2 separate regions of the Macaca mulatta genome follow, and region 1 is linked to region 2. Evidence: chromatin contacts called from public Hi-C data. All regions are on one chromosome and are shown on one strand. The core of a region is the stretch at or near the end of the contact, and the rest is flanking DNA. Distances in the headings are between cores, read along the strand shown. Region 1 holds the start of WDFY2 (WD repeat and FYVE domain containing 2). Region 2 holds the start of INTS6 (integrator complex subunit 6).

Evidence for each region. Hi-C and Micro-C count contacts between places; a contact is called where the count stands out from the background.
Region 1: a contact with region 2 is called in a Hi-C map of liver, with 4 times the contacts expected there. The contact joins the promoter of WDFY2 here to the promoter of INTS6 in region 2. A contact is called at or near these places in 7 of 14 Hi-C or Micro-C datasets (CD4 T cells, blood, cortical neurons and 3 more).

Annotation. Positions count from the first base shown.
Region 1 is chr17:30,811,663-30,814,362 of T2T-MMU8v2.0, reverse strand. It overlaps WDFY2 (WD repeat and FYVE domain containing 2), which reads right to left and starts at 1,343. Exons shown (of 12, transcript XM_077973835.1): 1 at 647-1,343.
Region 2 is chr17:30,690,845-30,693,591 of T2T-MMU8v2.0, reverse strand. INTS6 (integrator complex subunit 6) reads left to right here and starts at 1,455. Exons shown (of 22, transcript XR_003724325.2): 1 at 1,455-2,077; 2 at 2,445-2,522. It overlaps LOC144336145 (a long non-coding RNA gene), which reads right to left and starts at 2,271. Exons shown (of 4, transcript XR_013407650.1): 1 at 2,039-2,271.

The DNA.
Region 1 (2,700 bases), core at 94-2,593, 120 kb before region 2:
AGAAAGGACGCTTTACCTCTGCATGATTTGAACTTATATTAAGAAAACCTACCTACTGTAAAACCCCTGTGTTATGTTCCTCTACGGTGTTCTTTTTTAAGAATGCTTATATGGACTTTAGCAAAGAAACAATTCCAGATAAATTATCATAACACTATCTTCAAGCAACATTCCTCTAGAAATTAGCTTCATCAGCTTTATTTCTGCAATTATTAAAGGACACTCAGTTAAAGCGAAAACGCAAAACAGGGAGAATATGTGAAGGCAGAACAACTGGTTCCACTTCTGCAAATTAAGCAAAATTAAGTAAAAATAAAGGAAACAGGCAAAGGGAAGGAACTCAAGAGCTATTTGCAGCAGTGATCCGTTACAAGTTCTACGTGCTTCTCCTTGAGTTCCAAGAGATAAGGAGGGGAAAGGAGAGAAGGCACCACACAGAAGCCTAAACTTACTCTTGGCACAACTTAGAATATTCATTGAATTCAGCCTAAGATGTCTGGGCTATCTGGATTCGGTGGGAATGCCTGGGAGAAGGGAGTGGCATTTGCTTTCTCCGTTTGAAACCCTGGGAGCTGTAGCAGAGAGTACCCCAACCTCTTGGTTATCTTGCAGAGGAGGCTCAGGGCATCGTTTCCCAAGCACACACCTGCAGGGCCGGGCGGCTTCTCCCTTTTTCTCTCCTGTCCTCAGGGATGGACCAAAGTCCCGCCGGCGCACCGTTACCCCGAGGGCCACCTGGCTCCCGCAAGGGTGAAGCCGGAGCGCACTCCGCCGTCCCAGCTCCCGGAGCCACGCAGCGGAGGCGGCGCGCAGCTGGACACCGGCACCGCCAAGAGGCGCATTACAGTAAAACTTGGGGGAGCAAGTCTACACGCGACGACGCGGAGGCACAGCCCCTGACGCGGGCTCGGGGACCGTCGGCCCGTCCCGCCCCTCCTCGCGGCAGAAGGGCAGCAGTCCATACCTGTCCTCCGAGACGCTGATGACGCCCTCCTCTTTGGGCACGATCACGGCCATATTCACCACCTCCTGGGACCCCTCCATCCGCTGCAGCAGGATCGGCTTGCGGGTCAGAGGCTTGGGCTGGATCTCCGCCGCCATCGGAGGAGGGGGCGCGTCTTGGGCGCCGCCGCCAATCGCGCCGCGGGGCCGGGCTGAGGAGACTGCTGGGGCACGGACACAGGTTGAGACAGAGACTCTGGCTGGCCGGAGCGGAACGCCGGAAACCGGCGAGCATAGCCTGGCCTCCTCTCTCGGGAACGACTCCGCGCTCCCTGCTTCAGGCACCAAAACCGCCACAACCGGGATGCAAGCCGGCGCCACTACCAGAGGAGGGGGCGGAGAGCCGGAGGGGCGGAGCCTTGTGGGCGGGGCCTGCCGCAGGGGGGTGGCCGCTGGTGGGCGCGAGGGCGGGTCCACTTCCGGGAGGGTGGTGAAGGAGGAGGGGAAACCTGGAGCAGGAGGCGGGGATCTGGTGTCCCAGTGCGCGTGCGTCAGTCCCCCTCGCCCATTTTCCCCCCCTCCCCTCCGCGGCTCCCCGGGCGCTGCAGCACCACTAGGACGCATGCGCTTTCCGTTCCCCGCGGTCTTCTCTCTGCCTCCCACACCCAAGGTTTAGTCCCCTCCCTCTTTAACCTCCCGTGAACGCGCGTATACACACCCCTGGGGACGCGCTTGCCGGAGGCCACGCCCCTTCGAAATTCCCTGAAAAGAGGGCGGAGGCGGGGCGGGGAAAGGAGCGCCTCAGCAAGACCGGAAAGAGAAGAGGCCTGCAGGAAGGAAAGAAGCCCAATTAGTTGGGACGTGACTGGGCATGCGCGCGGGGTACCTGGCCTAGCTGTCTTAACAATGAAGCGCGGCGGGAGGCCGCTTACAGCTCCCAACATGTACCAGGCCCAAGCTGCCGGATGGCACCCAGTGGCCTCCTGGGAGTCGTAGTTTCTTGGAGCCTCCGCCCCCTTGTCCTGGAATGACCTATCGCCCACTTCTCTGGGCTGTGGGCCTGGGGAGCTCAGCGGCCTCCAGGGCCATTGGCCAAGTCAGGACCTGGACTTGCCTCTGTGGGAACTGAGGAGCAGCCCCCAGCTGAGCAGGACGTCACCACTCCTAGGATCAGGCTGATGCTCGGAATAGTGGCACGGAAGGGACATGGAAAGGAGAGAATCTTTCATACAGATATCTTCAAGGGAGCTCAGAGATCATCTGTGGTGTCTATCGCCTCGTTTTCTTAGATGGCTAAATTATTCAGCCAAGGTTACTTTAGTGCAAAGTTAGGGCTAAACAACCCCTCCTTCCTTCCAGACTTGAACCCAGTCCCCTAGTGCTGGCTTCTTTCCATTTCCCCAGCAATCCAGCCTTTTTAACTTGCTCCGAACACAATGGACAGAGTTACTGTAGTTACTGAATGAATGTTAGGTGCCTACCACAAGGCCTGGCATGTGGGGTTGATCGTGAAGACTAAGCTCCGATTTTTTGTCTTGCCCAAATTCCTATCTAAGGGGTCTGGGGAGTCATGGCCTACAAAAACCATAAATTCTCATCAGATGGGTTTTGACCGTGTATATCATGACTTACTTTCCAATCGGACTCTGGCATAACAAGGAAGAAAATCAAAATGTTTTACCCCAAATGATATTTCATTGCCATACCTTAAAATTGCCCTGCAAAGTCTCTTGTGGGAAAAATCCACGTTCTATATCC
Region 2 (2,747 bases), core at 206-2,705:
CAGAAGTTATCTTAAAGTTAAAACTCCAAGTCACGAAACTCACGATTTTTTAAAAGTGCCACAAAGTGTCTCTTCTGTGTCAATGTTAATAGAACCCTTTCTTTAAACGATCAGTAGACAAACTAAGAATTTCCGGATAAAGAACAAACTCTGGAAAAACAGGGCTAGTGGGAGAGGCCCTATAAATACCTACCTAGTCTTACAAGTGCTGTCTCTAACTCAGCTTGTATTTAAGGCAGTTTCTTCAGTTTTTCAACTAATGTGTTTGAGAAAACTGTTTTCCTCGGACATGCAGGCGTGGACTCCTTACTTCAGGTAAGGTGACAGCAGCTTGACAGAGAATGCCTTCCCTCCCACGGCATTTGGGACGAGACTGAAGGAAAGACACAGGCGGGGTTACGGGAAACCCATGCTCTGCGCCATCTGGACAAGCTGAAGTCAGTGTTTCCGCTTTCACACGAGGTAATGGATTATGATGGGCTCAGGTCCCCTTTAGCTCTGAAACAGGTATTCTATGGCTCTAGGTAAACACGGCATGAGACAGGTATTTCTCTGGTAGGATCAGTTGTATTTCCCAGAGAATAAAACGGGCAACAAACCATTTATCGATATGTGAATGGTCCCCTAGGCCCTATTTGGGGCTGGATAAAGAAAAAGAAGGTTTGCTTCCTTTTTGGCGGGTCCTCCAACGACAGAGTTCATGGCCCGCTGCGCGTCCAACTTCCACCTCTCGTCGCTCACCGGAGGACGAGCGAGGCTCTGGGCGAGGACAGCCCCTCAACCGCACTCCCCAGAGGGAGCGCTGTGACTCGCGGAGATTAGTCCCCGGTCATAAACAACCTCTCACTTCCCCTCCCCCGCGCCCGCCCGCGCCGGGGCGGCCCTACGAGGCCCAGGAACCTCCTCCAGCGCCCGCGAGGCCCCGAGTCCTCCTCGGAAGGGCGGCTGCGGACCTGTCCTCTTCTCCTAACCAGGTGTTTGTCCACTTTACTCAGCCCTTCTTACTCGTCCACAATACAGCCACCTCAGAGGGGGCGCTGACGCCAGCCCCTTTTTTCCTTCTGTCGACCCCAATCACCTCCAACAGCCAGAGGCCGGCGGCCCTGACGCGCAGGCTCACCGCCGCGGCCGGCGCGCGCGCGGACGCGTCCCCCGCCCCCACCTCGCGGATCTTCCGCGGTTCGGCCCCGCCCCTTCCCGAAGCCCGCCTCCGGGTCGGCCCGCCCGCCCGCTCGCGCGCACCCGACGCCCCGCCTCCGCGCGTGCTCAATAACTGTCCCCGGAGCCGGCCTGCAAGCTTCCCCCGCCCCTGAGCTGTTTAAATATGCTAATGAGAGGGCAGGGACTAGCCAATAGAACGGCGAGGCGATGTATCACGTGGCTCGGGGACGTGTCAGGGGCGGAGCCTCCGCAGCCCCTGCCCGAGTTAAAATCGGAGTGTGAGAGAGAAAAGCGCTTCAGTAGCGAGAGGGGCTGAGAAAGTGGTGACACTGCCGGGGTGCGGAGGGAGTCCCTGAAACTTCTCCCAACAGCCCCAGGGCCAATCTCCCCTCAGCCCACTCCCCTCTTCGCCAGCTCCCAGGTCCCCACTCCCTGTACCGGGGGTGGGGTGGGGAGCCAGGCCCGTCTCCCGCTGGGACACACACAGGGGCCGGGAGCGGGGACGGGACCCCCGAGGCGGGGGGGACGGACCGACAGACAGACGGCTGGGCGCCCGCCCCAGCGGGCAGGCAGGCAGGAGGAGGCGGAGGCGGGGGTACGACGGGGAGGACTGGGTCTGGGGAGTTTCCTCTCAACTATCGGGGGAGAAACTCCCCGCAGCCGGAGGAAAGACCCAGACGGTGTTTTCCTCCCGGGGGCCGCGCACCCCCGCCCCGCGTAGCGGCGGTCGCCGCCACCGGCGCCTCCACCTCTACCATCTCCTCTTTCTCCACCACCTCGGGCCCCGGTGTCCCTGGCCAGCACTATGCCCATCTTACTGTTCCTGATAGACACGTCTGCCTCTATGAACCAGCGCAGCCATCTGGGCACCACCTACCTGGACACGGCCAAAGGCGCGGTAGAGACCTTCATGAAGGTACCGACTGACCGAGTCCGGGCGGCGACCCCGGCCCGGCGGCCCGCGGGAGGCAGGGTGGGGGAGGGCAGCCAGGGCGGGGGTGTCGGGGACCTGACTGCGGGAGCTGCCGGGCTCGGGGACCCCCTCCCCCACCGCGCGGGCGGGCGGGCGGGCGGGCGCTGCGAGCCGGGCTCGGCCGGGGCCCGGATTCCGGCCCCGGGCGGTGTGTGGGGAGCGATCTGTGTGTTGGGGGCGGCGTGGAGGGGTGGCCGCTGCGTGTGCGGTACTGTGGGGGCGGCGGGGCAGCTGGGCGCCCCTTCTCCGCCTCGTAACCTCGCCTCTGTGCTTCCCTCTCGCCCGCCCTGTTCCTCTTCCCGTCCCGCAGCTCCGTGCCCGGGACCCTGCCAGCAGAGGAGACAGGTATATGCTGGTCACTTTCGAAGAGCCGCCCTATGCTATCAAGGTAACAGCCCTCGCCCTCCCCCTTTCCTCTCTTCCCTTCCCTGTTCCTTCCTCGCTCGCCCTCCCCGCCCCCCCATTCACCCTTCATTATGCTCCCCTCCCCCACCCGCTGCGCTCCCAGCCGCTGAGGTCTCTTCCCTGCGGGCTCCCACCCCCTCCCCCGCTCGGCAGCGTCCTAGCGCGGCGCGGAGTCGCGGGGCCACCGCCGTCCCCTCCCGGCCCGGCC